Linked DNA regions of Mus musculus: region 1 is linked to region 2. The links are chromatin contacts, called in public Hi-C maps. All regions are on one chromosome and are shown on one strand. Each heading gives the region's core, a stretch centred on a gene start, on an enhancer-like site or on the middle of the called end of the contact. The rest is flanking DNA. Distances are from core to core; before and after follow the strand shown. Region 1 overlaps Fxyd6 (FXYD domain-containing ion transport regulator 6). Region 2 holds the start of Ttc36 (tetratricopeptide repeat domain 36).

Region 1 (6,947 bases), core at 3,565-6,064, 590 kb after region 2:
GTGTGAACTGAATTGAAGCGGAGCTGCTGAGAATGAACGGCAGTCGGCATCCATTGCTGCCTACTGGAGGCCAATAAGCACCGAACCAGCAGGAGTAGGATCCAAGCCCATGACTTCTCCATTGAACTGAGAACGCTTGAGAGAGGCTAATCTGGTCTTAGTTTGATATTGGCCACTCTCAGTCCCCATGGAAAAAGAAAAACAGCCTCAGAATTTCCCACAGATTAAAATATAACAAATTGGAGTACACAGTCAAAGACTACTAAACTAAGGTAGTGTGTGTGTGTGTGTGTGTGTGTGTGTGTGTGTGTGTGTGTGTGTGCATGTGCACATGCACATGTGTGCACTAGGAGGGACCCAAGAGAAGCCGAATCACTGTTTAAAAACCACAGATGCCACCAATCAATTTATGCTCCCAGGAATTCAGGATTTTGAAGGAAGGTCTAGCAGTGGCAGTGGTATTAGGAGCCTTTAATCCTAGCACTTGGGAGGCAGAGGCAGGCAGGTCTCTGAGTTCAAGGCCAGCCTGGTCTACAGAGTGAGTTCCGGGACTCAAGGCCAGGGCTATACAGAGAGGCCCTGTCTTGAAAAACAAAACAAGGAAACAAACAAACAAAACCAAACAGAAGTGGAGAATTCAGGATTTTGAAGTTAAAAGATACAGAACATAAAATAACTGTGAGGAAAATGTTGGAAGGAAACAGTGGATCATACAAATGAGTGGGCAAGGAAGACGAATGAAGTGACCAAGCTGTTAGAAAAGGAGCCAACTAGAACGTACAGACGTAATACAACCGTTGGAATAGGAAATTAAGTGGATGAACGAAACAGCAGATTAAGCACAGTTAGAGGGAGAGAGGAAATAATTCTGAAACAATTACCCAGCAGGTAGCACAGTGAAGCAAGGACGAGAAAAACTGAGTGAGCAGTCCGGTGATTTGTGGAACACAATAAGGACGCCCAGCACGTTTCAGAGCCGTAGTCTAGGAAGACAGAATAGGCTGCTCGCATGACAGGACGTAGACATCACTTACTTATTCGTAATTAATGTAAAGCGAGCATTTTGGAAGCCCAGGGTTAAAGCAGAATCTTCAAAACCTTAGAACTCCATTTAAAGCCAGTAGTAAGTAATTTAAAAAAAAATCGTGCACATGTGTGTGCACATGTGTTTATAACCATTGTTTCCCTACTGCGTTTCACTGACACAGTGCACTAAAACAAGGGGTAGAAACAATCTGTGTGCTAATTAGTAAGATCATTTGCAAAGTCTGTGTACAGAGAAAACCCAAAGGCGTACAGGTAAATTATTAGAAGTGAGAGATCTTAAGATTACTGTATTTAAGACCAATTGATAAAAAACCAATTGTTTTGCTCCATACTACACAGTACGTTAATGTTTTAAAAAAAACAATATAACTTACAATGTACCAATGGATGAAACAGCTATGTGAAGGTATCTTGGCATTTCATAAGAAGCTATTGATAAGGCCCTGGGGAATCAAAAGATTTATGACACTTGAGGAATTGGAATCAGGAACATGCCAGATTCACCCAATCCCTCCAGGTAGGTCCCTGACAGTTCTTATGAAAGTCCCAAAGTTTTAAGTGATGCTGAGCGACACACTCCTGTGTTTGAGTATATGTCCAGAGGATGGACATACTCTTAAAGGATTCAGAGAAGGAGATGGAAGGCTCTCTTACAACCCAACAGGATTATTAAAAAGCTATAGTAACAGAAATACAGGATTTAATGCGTTACCATAGTCCAGAGGGAATATACCCTAAGACCACGTAGATGACTGACACCTGAAACCAACTAGGATTCAACACTAAGCATACTGTTTTCTCTATAACATCTACTTATGATAAATTTTAATATGTAAGCTAGGCATAGTAAGAGCTTAACGGCAATATGTAGAGCAATTACAAAAAACCATAAGAACAATTTTTTGTTAGCTTGTTTGTTTGTTTTTGTTTTTCAAGACAGGGTTTCTCTGTGTTGCCTTGGCTGTCCTGGAACTAACTTTGTATAGCAGGCTGGACTTGAACTCAGAAATCTGCCTGTCTCTACCTCCCAAGTGCTGGGATTAAAGGTGTGTGCCACCACTGCCTGGCAAGAACAATTCTTTTTTGTTTGTTTGTTTGTTTATTTTTCGAGACAGGGTTTCTCAGTGTAGCCCTGGCTGTCCTGGAACTCACTTTGTAGACCAGGTTGGCCTCGAACTCAGAAATCCGCCTGCCTCTGCCTCCTGAGTGAACAATTCTTAAATATGGCTTTTCCCCAGTGTATCTTGTTTTATTTTCTTGTCTGAAAAAAACACCTTACAGGATTTTTTTTTTTTTTTGACTCTGTGTCTGTTATGTTAGAGGGTTACTTAAACACACGGACAGTGATACACAACAGTTGTGCCAAAACAGAGATGCTTCTAAGTGACTGGTGGGCAGGTAGGGGTAGTATATACAGTGTGGATGTGTTGGACCAGAAGGGTGACTCATGTTCTGCAGCAGGATGGATTGGGACAGTGAGAGATTTTACCATGATCTGTGTGTTATAAACTGTATGAATTATTTATTTCTGAGACTTCTCATTGAATAAGTTCAGACCACAGTTGGCAAAAAGCAATTGAATCCATAGAAAGTTAAGGAGAGGGGCTAGAGAGATGGCTCAGTGGTTAAGAGCACTGACTGCTTTTCCAAAGGTCCTGAGTTCAAATTTCAGCAACCACATGGTGGCTCACAACCATCTGTAATGAGATCTGACGCCCTCTTCTGGTGTGTCTGAAGACAGCTACAGTGTACTTAGATATAATCATAAATAAATCTTGAAAAAAAAAAAAAGAAAGTTAAGGAGAGTATCATAGAGACAAATTAGCCGATACACCCAAAGAGGAAGCTGGGAGATAACCACACAGCCAAGCAGAAACCAGACTTGTGGTGGCGACGTGGAACACCACGAGAAGTGGCTGGCAGTTCCAAGTGGTTCTGGGACATCTGGTTATCAGAATGGGAGAAAAATAAGATTCAGACCCCTACCTCACACCTCAGTTCCAAGTGGAATACAAGTTTTGAGTGTAGCTGGGCTCAATGGTGCATGTCTGTGGTTCTGGGCACTCCTCCAGTTGCTGACTTAGGGTCTCTTAGATCCAGACACCTAATACCACAAACAAAACACAAAGCACAAACAAACCTTTAATGTGGCCTACCTGTGTGAAGAAATGTCTTTAAAAAGACACATAGGATCATCATATTAGAACTGAGAAGTTCTGTGCCCTGTAAGACAATTTTTAAAAGTAAAGACAGAGCCAGCAAGACAGCTCAGGAGCTCCAGGGTCTACCACCAGGCCTGACCCTGGGGTTTGCTCCCATGATGCCTGTGATAGGCGAGAACTCCCACCCCCCCCCCAAGATGTCATCTGACCTCTACACACCTGCTGGGGCGCATGCGCGCGCGCGCGCGCGCGCGCACACACACACACACACACACACACACACAGAGTGAGTAAATGAAATGTGAAAAAAAAGTTCTTAAGTAAAAAGACAAATCACAGGCTAAGAGGAGATATTATATTGGAATATTATATTGGAATACTCAATAACTGAGGTTTAATGTCAAGATTGGAAAAAAATGATTTGAAACAGGAAAAAGATAAGAACATCCTATCACCTGTGAAGAAACAGAAATGTCAAACACCCAATTACTAAGTGACCAGATTAATGCTACATTTTATGCCTCGAAATTGACAAAAATTGGGACATCTATTAATGCCAAACTGATCTGGATGGGGAGTGGCAGATCAATCACATCGCGCTGGCCGGATGATAGGAGGGGAATGACCGGGTGAAGAGTGATTAACTGTGCAGCACTGACGGTTTGTCACCCAAGCCGTGGTCTCAGAGCCATGCTCACTCGTGGCCGCCATTTCCAGGCTGCAGGGTGAGACCGGCCAAGGGGCCAAGCCGTATTCCCTTTAAAAGGAAACTAAGCAGGAGAGTACTTCGTGCACCATAAGTGTCGTTTGGTCGTTATGTTTTCTGGTGTCCAGGAATGAGTGGTCCCCCCCTTCCCCGCATCTGCAATATAAACAGGTTCCTCTTGAGACTGGGTGTGAGTGTTTATAACCCTATCACGTAAAGTTAGCAATGCCACGTTAAAGACACCAGATGTCCATCAACAAGAGAATGGATCAGTACACAATAGTTTGCCTTCACAATGAAATGCCAGGTGTTAAACATGAATTAACTGCAGAGCTGTGCATAGATAAATCTTCAGTACAAAGTTGATTAAGGCAAGTCCAGGGGCCTGTACATATTATAATTCTTTAAAGCTATATTAGGGGTTGGGGAGAAGGCTCAGTCAGTAAGGCATTTACCTCAAGTGTGAGGGCCTGAGTTTGATCCCCAGAACTTATGTGGAGTGGCACCTAACAGCGGTCTCAGCATTGAGAAGATGGAGAGTTTGAAGGATGGCTGGAATTTGCCAGCTAGCCAGCCAGCTAGCCCGCCGGCCTCCTTGAATCAGAATCTGTCAGCTCCAGGCTCTGTCTCAAAAGATAAAGTACGGAGTGTGTGAGGAAGACATCTGACGTGGACCTTGTGGCTCCACATGCAAGAGCATGCGCCCGCTCAGACACCCAAACACTTACATATGCACAGAATCACTCTGAGCAATGTTATTGGATATCTGGGTCAAGCATAGTTTTTAAGAAGAGCAAGGTGCATGTTCACACAGCAGGCGATGATTTGACACCTACAGGACTCTGGCTGGAAATGGTCATGGATGAAGCTCTGCTGCCCCCTGGTGTCTGATTGGTAGATGGCAGCAGGGTCACTTGTTAGACTGAGCGTGGGACCGGCCATTCTAGACAGGTTCAAGCTGTGGCCCGTCTTACCCTGCATGGAAAAGATTAAGCAGCTTTGGGCGCTCCTGATTTGCATTCTTCTCACTTCTCACTCTGTATTAGTCTTCTGAGTCTGAGAGTGACAAGTGTAACCCCACTGATACATGTCCCTGGTGTGTCCCATCAGAGTCCCCCACTTCATCACCAGAAATTGATGAGATCCACGTAGAGGGGTCAGTGACTTCCGTGGGAGGAGAGACTGGGGTTGATGCTTAGAAACCCCTATCCAGACTACCTTAACACAATTATCACCTTTAGGAGATGGGGCCTCTAGGGAAAGCTGAGAAAACAGGAAACAACAGGAAGGACACCTAAGATCACATATGGGCATCAGGGTTTGTGATAGCGTTTGGGGAACAGAAAGAGTCTTCCACCCATCACCTGATAGAAAAACACTTCCTAGGGTCTGGAGAGATGGCTCAGTGCTTAGAATGCTTACTGCTCTTCCAGAGGACTCAAATTTGGTTCCCAGCACCCATATCAGACAGCTCTTAACCACCTGTAACTCCAGCTCCTGGAGATGCCGTGAGCTGGTCTTCCTAGCCTCCAAGGACACCTGCACACATGCACACATAGACACACACTCACACATACAATATAAACATATCTTAAAAACACTTTCTGGCGGGCTGTTGACTGTGGGAGCTGGGCCCAGGGCCCCACATCTTAATGAGGCAGAAGTTGGCCCGGAAGGAGGACACTGGTGAGACATCTCCAAAGCCCTTGGGAAGGCAAGGCTTCAGCCCAGAAGCCCCACGCTAATGAGTCCCTGAGCCGTCATCTGACCTGGGCCCTACCGCTCCCCCTATGAAGGGCGATAATTATCAGCAAGTTTCTGGTTCCAGGCCTGCAGTGTGGACCTAGCACAGTGCCTGTTAAGTGTCCTGACTCATCTGGGTTAATAGTATTGGCCACACAGAGCTCTCTGAGAGTCTGATGAGAGCCTGATAAGGTGGCATTGGTCCCGGAGATTTGAAGTGGCCTCAGGTCACACAAGCTCCCCATACAGCTCAGGCTAGGACGAGGCCCTGTCAGGGTGACGGCTTACCGAGGAAGGTCTTCTGTCCCTGGAGTAATGTCTTGCTTCTTTACCCCCAGACACCATGGAGACGGTGCTGGTCCTCTGCAGCTTGCTGGCCCCTGTGGTCCTGGCGAGTGGTAAGAATCCTTTAGGGCCTTGCTGTGCCAAACTGGCAGACATAGCCCTTTCCAGCAGAAGATTCTGGCCCATTCAGACATTAGGGTTGAGATCTTAGGCCACTTTACATCTGGTCACGGGCTCTTACTGTCAGCAGAGGAAAACAGATCCTAGTTCAGGGCCCCCCTGCACGCCCTTCTCCCACTGTTTCCCACAAGGGTTCAGCAATCCTTCTGTTAATCTCTCCAGGTACCTTGGGCTCCTGTGGAATTGTAGCCTAGACTGTAATTAATCCATCCTGACTTTATATGCAGGTCACGAGCCTCCCCCACCCCTTGGTCTCAGTTTCCCCCTTTGTCACTAGATGATAATAGACCTGGTCTTTTGGAGGAAATGAAAGACATAATGTGAGCCCGGGACCCCAAAGACTCTAATTCAGGCGAGGACCCCCAAGCCCAGCTAGCCCATCTTCCATGATCTCCAGTATCTCTGCCCAGTGAACCCCCTTCACAAGGACTCTTTGGTGGGGACTAGAGGTTATGGGGCAGGTGAGAAGTCACAGGAAGTATGGCTGTCTTCCTCTTGACCATGTCACATCTTTCCCAGCAGCTGAGAAGGAGAAAGAAAAGGATCCTTTCTATTACGGTGAGTGAGCTCAGCAGCCCTGGGGGGTGGTCCCATCCAGGAGGGGCCGGCGTGACCTCCTGGCCCCGCCTCTCTCCCACCTCTCACTTCTCCTCCCTTTGCAGACTACCAGACCCTGAGGATTGGGGGGTTGGTGTTTGCTGTGGTCCTCTTCTCCGTTGGGATACTTCTCATCCTCAGTAAGTGTGTCCTTTCTCTCTACGGCTGCTAGACAGATGGGGACAGTATACAAGCCTAGCCATTTTGTCTGTGGGACAGGAGAAGGC
Region 2 (7,079 bases), core at 3,229-5,728:
ACCACAGTGAGGTTCAGTTACAGAGAGGCAGCAGGCCAAGAGACAGGGCAGCTGGTTTCTCTGACCAGGATCTGCATAGACTTATGGTAGGGAAGTAGGGATAGGGGAACCCAGCCCTGGAGACTGGAGTGGGTATCGTGAGAGGAGATGCAAGCAAGGAGGGTTTGGCCAAAGGATGAACTGGGGTATACCTGAACTTAAGAGGGCAGGAAGGAGCAGCAGTGTGTGCCGGAGGGTAGCTTGGCTTAGAGGCAATTCCATGGTGATCAGGGACCGGCCTCCAGGCTGCTGAGAGAAGAGTACCAGCCATGTAGGCCTAACAATTCCTGCAATAATTTACCATGCACTGATGTAGACTGGCCCACAGTGGCCAAGACACCGGCACAAATAGACACAATCAGCAAGACCCAAAGGAAGAGACCCTATGGCAACACTTCGTCTCTGTGCGGGCATAGAGGCCAGCACTGACAGTAGATGACCACAGACAGACAGACAGACAGACAGACATGCACAGGCGCCCTTCCCCTTCCCCCCCAAACGATCGTCCTTCTCTTGACCCGGTTCACTCCTCGCTGGCCTTGGCTCTCCCTCCCATATCTCGCCATGCACCGCTTTTCCAATCTCGGCTGCTCAGGTGGACTTGGGCCTAGCAAGAGAGCGTCGCGGATCCGAGGGTCGCTGGAGCATCCTGCTTTCGGGTCAGCTCACCTGGCTCCCTCCCAGAGTGAGCCCCAGCAATTGCTCAAGAAGGCTGAGCACCGCAGTCCGCTGCAAGGGCGGGGCCCGCGCCAGGCAGGACCAATCGCTGCCCGAGCAAGGGCAGGTGGCCGTTCCAGCCCCGCCCTGTCCCGCCTCCTCCCTACCCCCGCCAAGGCCTCCACCGTGAGGCTGGTTAGTAAGCAGGCGGACACAGAGCAGACGCAGTCCGAGAGTCCCGGAAGTTTTATTGGGTCCTGGTTGGGTCAGGGTCCCCCTCTCCATCATTCGGCCGGCCACGCTCAGCGCCCGTTGCTGGGCGCGCGCAGCTGCCCCATCATGTCGGCCAGCATGCGGTTGCACAGCGCGGCGTACGGGTTGAGCAGCACTAGCTGGCGCCGTGCGAACGGGCTGCCCAGTCGCGCAGCCTTCTCGAAGTCCCTGCGGGCGTCGTCGTCCCGGCCCTGAAATCTCGCCAGTAGCCCGCTCTGCACGAAGCTCTGGCGGGCGGCGCGACCCCGGCCGCCGCTCAATGTCACCGCGCGCTCCAAGTCCTCCAGGGCGCCTGCGGGCGGACAGGGAGAGGGCGGCGCAGGTCAGCCGGGTGTGGGCAACCGAGCCCCCGCCCACCTGCCGAGCAGAGCAGCCCATCCCCTCCTTCGTGCAGCAGACTTTTGAACCACGAGGGATTATTTCTAACCCGAGATGAAGGGTTGCTACAATTGGCTTGTGGGCCGCCCACGGGCAGAGCTGAGATCAAAGTCCAAGGCTCTCCTTGGCCTTGTTCCTGGTATGTCCTAACATTAATGCACCCAAACGTGAATGTTTTCTAGAGGATCTGGCCACTGTGTTAGTGAATCCATCAATTATCAAATAGTCGTAGTTCACACAAGTGGAGCCTAGCACCTACTGTGTGTTTGGTGGCCCACTTTGAACCCTAGAGTTCAAGAAATCTCATTAGCTAACAGAACTGTTTCCTCTTTTCCAATGCAGACTACGAAAGCGGCACGTTCCCCATTTTTCTCCTTCATTATCTCCACGGTCTTCATTACTCTGTATCTTATTTCATTGGAAGAAGGTCGTGGAGCCAGAGCTGGCTGCACTGTTTTATTTTCGTGATTCTCAGAGGAACGTACTTGGATTGAGTTTCAGAACTCATCCCGGAACCTCAGGCAGCCAGCTTAGGGTTTCTGTTAGGTCCACGGGCTGCTTTCTTTGGACCCTGCCTCTATTCATAGTCTCCAGTTTCCTAAAGAGGCTGCCAGGGCCCTTGCATTGCTCAGCACCATCGTGGAGAAAGGCTGAGTTTCCCTCAGAGGTCCAGGTTGGGACTGCAGACTGAGCAGCTCTGGGACCAGCTCAGTTTCCCTCTTCACAGCTAGTCTGCAGGAATCCAAGCCTCTACAAGTGGAGTTACCTCTGCATCTCCAGGCTTTCCATCTGTAGGTTGTCAACAACAACCTATGGCAGACAAGCCTCCTGTCATTAGGATGAGGTCCAAATTCTCCAGTTTAGGTTCTAGGAACACCCCACCAGCTAGTCTTACCTATGGCCTGGTCTCCAACTCCTAGTCCTATTCCCTCTATCCTATGATCCCCATTCCAGCTACAGAAACTGAATACACCAGGTTTGATCCAGATACCTTCCCTGCCCAGGCCAAATCCCTGAGTGACAACCACCTTCTCATCTGACACTTGTAGTTTGTCACTCCTGGATCTCGGTCCACCTCCGCAGGGCTCAGCTTTCCACCCATCCCTGGGGCCCGCTCCACCCTGGAGAGTGCAAGCTTCCCAGACGGATGGATGCATTCTCTCTAGGCCCCTGGCGTCTGAATTGACACATTGCTCATCTTTCAGAACTTGCCCTTCAGGAACAGGTCCCCATGCCGCTTCCTCTCAGATTTGCCTGCTGTTACCTAATGATGAGCCCCCTGGAGAGTAGTCTCATGGTTTTTAGAGCCCTGCCACCTGGGTTCCTATTCTAGCTCAGCCACTTCTTGGCTGGAGGATGACGAGGAAGCTACTCAACCTCTGTATTCTTCCTTTTCTTCGACTTTATGATGAAATGACAATACATACCCTCTGGGGTGGGGGGTCATAAGGATTGTTACTACAACCTTGTGGTGTGCATAATGCCTAGTTCCCAGTAACTGCTAGACAAACATTTTATCCTCATGCCCTGCTCTTCAAGCCTACTGCTGCCTAGAAGGCTTTTATTAAGTCCATGAGCAGAATGCAGCCTCTTGATTCTCATATAGTCTCATGAAGCTAGCAGAACCCATACTGTCTTGAATTTTATAGGTAAGAACATAGATGTCAGGGAGTTTAGTGTCTCTGTTTCTCTGCTCTCCACCCACAACCAACTCATCTCTGCCCTTCATGGGAGGGGTCCTTTCTGTGGAGGATCTCTGGTGTTTTCCCCTCACCTGCTACATCCCCCTGGAGCCGCCGGGCTTGGGCTCGGTTGTTGTAGGCAGAGGCTCTGTCAGGTAGCAGGCTAATGGCTTGGCCAAACTTCTCCAGTGCTGTGTGGAGGTCTCCAGCTTCTGCCGCCCTCACTCCCTGCAACTCCAGGGCCTTGGAGTGCTCCAACTGTGCTTGAGGGAAAACTCCATCTGCACCAGGGGAGAAACAGGCATGTGTATGGTAGGGAAGAAAACGGAAAGTCACCTTGGACTTTGGCATTCTGACCCCCAAATGAGCTGACCAGGTGTGGGTGTGGGTGCAGAGTCAGGGATAGTAGCTGAGGTCAGTAAAACCGAATTCTAACATTGCTAAAAGACCTGAGAAAGAGGCACTGGGTGGTTCTCCTTGGCTAAGAGAAGCTCAACAACTTGTTCAGTGGTGACTCGCTCTAGACCACAGGCCCAGGGTGTGGCGCTTAGATCTGAACCCGGTTCTTCAGCTTTTTGGCTTCTTCTCGTTTTGCTTTACATACTCGGACACAAAGGCCACCAAACCCATCCCAGGTCATGAAAATGACTCTAGATGTTTTTCAGTTTCTCACTCTAAAGCTTCAGTGCAGCTAAGGCTTACCTCCTGCAGAAACAAAGCCCCCCAGACATCATTATTAGGCAATGGGCCATGCTGTTCCCCTGGAAGAGCTAGCTCCATGTCTAGCTTATAACAATGTGTAACAAATGAAGCTCTGCCTGCTGTCAGGATGGGCCAACCAAGCCACCATCCCGCCCTGTTTGCCTTCCATCCTTGCTGTGGAGAGGGTGGGTGTGATGTTCAAAATGTCAAATATTTCAGGGGTTGACTTAAGCCAGCACAGATAAGCTTGGATCATGGAAGATTTTTAGTTGTAGGCTTAGAGGTATGGGACTGAATGACAGAGAGAAACTCTGGCTTTCTCTTGGGAGATTCACCCCTGCCAACACCTGACCCACACTTTGAAATTCAGAGGACCTCTCAGACTCCAGTCTCTGAAATAACCTGCAAGGGTAGAACGAGGGTTCCGGCCTCACCATGTCCTGTAGGAAATCTCAGGGGCCTGCCAGGCAGCCTATGGAGGGGTAGACACCAATGTCAAAGGCTCACCTTCATCTCCCTCCTCTGCTTCTTCCAGGTCCAATCCAACAACATCTCCAAAGGGGGTATCAGGGTTGAAGATGGCCTGCAACACTGCCTGATCATTTGGAGTCCCCATGGCTCCTAGGGCCCAAGTGGTAACTCAGTGGGTGAAGGAAGATGGTGGGGACAGGGTAGAGCCTCCAGCTGGCAGATGCTGTGAACGGAGGAGGTTCTGTTTGGGGACCGCCTCAGGTACAGAGGTGTGCCTTCCAATCCTTAGTCCAGCCTCAGTGGCCAGGGTTACTGACCTGGCAGGGTGGTTTTTCAGTATTTCCCAACCGCACCCCCACCCCCAACACAGAATAAACAAATCCTGTTTCAGCTTTAAGGTGGAGCAGAGATGGAAATTATGCTTTCACTTTATTAAAGTCTGTTTAAAGATCACTACTTAACCTCCTATTAAACGAGTTAGGCAAACAGTAACACAGCCCTTCTACCCAGAACCTCTGAGGTCCTGGATATACTTCAGTGCTCACTGAAGGTCACTCCAGACAAGGGACTGGTTGAGTGATTCCATCTTAAAGAAGGGAGGCTGGAAGGCATTAGGTAACCCATTGACAAGCCCCTCCCTCCCCCACTCCACCCCCAAGGCCAAAGGAAGCTCAGCAGAGTGCAGCAATAAACTTGACATGTTTATTAATTAAACTATCACTTAAATAAAAAAAAGTGCATAGAAAATAAACATGTTTAAAAACTCCTTTTTTTGTTTTTACAACTATGTACACTTTTTACTTTTACATTCAGTCTTTCGTAGAGAGCTTTCAGCATTATTATTTTTTGAATATTAAAGTATTTTCCTTCATCCCTGTCTCAGGGAGTTAACACTGATGGGCTTCAGACACGTTTTCCTTCCCCCCCCCCACTTTGTCTCTAACCAGAAGCTTGGAAGAACACAAGGAAAAAAAGGGAAGCAAACAAAACAAACAAAAAACCCCCAAAAGATCCATTGTACATGACACAGCTGTAGAGAAATGTCTTATTCTAGAAATGAAGCTTGCCACTGTTCAGCTCATGAAACAATTATTCAACTACCTGTATTTGCTAAGGAGACTGTTAAAGTTCAAGAAAAGAAACACCACAAATCTATTTTTTTTTCTTGGTTGAAAGACAGAACTAGTGTACCCCAGAACAAGATACCAGAAAGCACAGAACACAATTTTCCCCTAGATGCAGGTGGTGACCCCAACATTCATAACCGGAAGTAGACGAGGAGTACAGGTACCGACTGGCAACGTCCACAGGCAGGAAGAAGCCAGGTGAGAGCAGATCTGCTCTGCACGCTCCTCTCGGGACAGGCGGGCGTCTGTCATCCGTATGTGGAGTCAGCACCACCGTCACTGTCACTGGGAGCCTGACATTTCCCTGCCCCACTAGCAACTGTAGCACAATCCTTATCTATAGTGTTAAGAGAAGTAAAAGCCATGGACTGAACTAGGCTTTGTTACAATGGTGCATTCCTATATTAGTTCCTATATATATATATATTTATATTTATTTGAAAACCAAAACAAACAAACAAAAAGGTTGCAAGTTTTCAGAGTGTGAGACTTGACTGGTATTCATGATTCGGCACAAAACTATCTGTTCAATAACTTTGTATTGCTTTAAAATGAAGGAAAGGAAACGTAAAATTACACCCAGCCCTTTGCAATGACCCGCTTTTCCTTAAAAAACAACAACAACAACAACAACAATAACAACAAAAAACAACTTGGTTTCTATGAAAAAGAATCCCAAATCCAATAAAAGTTAACATCAGATGAGGCTGTGACCTCTAGTATTTTCAGGTATTTGATTGAGCGTCAGTCCTTTAGAAAGATACATTCATTAAAAGATTTTTTTGTGTATGTGTGTTGTATTTTTTTATTTTATTTTATTTTAAGTTTTTTTTTTTTCTTCTTTTCTTCTTTTTTTAAATCAAGGTTGCTGCATGGTGCTTATTGGATTGGCCGGGGTTTGACAGAGGTGAGCTGGGTCCTGAAAAAGGAGTTTGGGTTGAAAACCTAAGAAGTGCCAGGGCTTCCTCCTTAATTGTGATTGGTTTAAAAACAGGGAGGGGTTGTGCTGGACATGGGCAGCACTGAGGGAGCCCAGGGACCAAGTTCCGACCAAAGGGTCAGCGCCATGCAGCTATTCTGGTTACACAGTTGTCACTGCCACCAGGAAACGCAGCCACAACAGGTTCTAGCAGCAAAGCCGGAACCCTCGAGGTCCGCAGCTGTCACTCCTGAGGCGGTGGGTTGCCCCTTGGGGGATTCTTGGGAATGACCCAGCGCAAAGTCCTCAACCTGCACTTTTGTGCGGAGGTTCTCTTGGTCACTTTCAAAACAAAGCAGATGTGTTTTGGAGACAGCTGTGCCTTCTGTTTTGTTGCCTTCTCTCCCGCTTGTGGGGATACTCTGGCTTATCCCCCAAGTTGCTGGCAGGTATGCTGAATTTTGGCAATGGACTCAAGGCTGAGCTGAAAGAGGAATTTCTCGTTTCTGTGGTTGACAGTGAGTGGGAGGGCAAGGCAAACCAGCTGGAGGAGGAGGAAAGGTGGGTTCCCCCCGTCCTCAGGGATTGGGGTTGTAGGAAGAGGATGAGGAGGGGGCTCACAGTACAGCATGGCCTAGCAGGGCAGTGACTAGGTCTGTTAGCTGAGTTCCCCCCACCCTCTGACTGGCCTTTGGGTCTCTCAGGATGAACGCATGACCCATCAGTGCATTTAATCTTTCAGTAACAAATGCAGCTTACATTTTTTCATAAAAAAAAATTAGGAATACAAGGATTTACAAAAAAACCTCACACAGTGCAATAAGAAGGAAA

The links. A called contact is a pair of places that touch in the nucleus more often than the background predicts.
Region 1: a Hi-C map of bone marrow-derived macrophages shows a contact between it and region 2, with 6 times the contacts expected there. The contact joins the enhancer-like site here to the promoter of Ttc36 in region 2. A contact is called at or near these places in 2 of 39 promoter capture datasets (neutrophils and pre-B cells), 1 of 15 datasets of contacts at CTCF or cohesin (large pre-B cells) and 2 of 484 Hi-C or Micro-C datasets (CD4 T cells and bone marrow-derived macrophages).

Annotation. Positions count from the first base shown.
Region 1 is chr9:45,383,992-45,390,938 of GRCm38.p6, forward strand. It overlaps Fxyd6 (FXYD domain-containing ion transport regulator 6), which reads left to right. Exons shown (of 8, transcript NM_022004.6): 2 at 5,997-6,056; 3 at 6,643-6,681; 4 at 6,786-6,860. The coding sequence starts at 6,002. Among named protein-coding and RNA genes, the nearest start is that of Fxyd6, 17 kb to the left of the region's middle. Within about 2 kb of position 4,815, at least 23 of the 459 cell types and tissues checked have an H3K27ac peak or open chromatin away from gene starts, as enhancers often do. A contact at or near this core is called in bone marrow-derived macrophages, where this site is marked.
Region 2 is chr9:44,798,473-44,805,551 of GRCm38.p6, forward strand. It overlaps Ttc36 (tetratricopeptide repeat domain 36), which reads right to left and starts at 4,479. Exons shown (of 3, transcript NM_138951.1): 1 at 4,239-4,479; 2 at 3,122-3,310; 3 at 928-1,261. The coding sequence starts at 4,347. The coding sequence ends at 999. Kmt2a (lysine (K)-specific methyltransferase 2A) reads right to left here. Exons shown (of 36, transcript NM_001357549.2): 36 at 4,883-7,079. Tmem25 (transmembrane protein 25) reads right to left here and starts at 775. Exons shown (of 8, transcript NM_001357385.1): 1 at 192-775. The coding sequence starts at 261.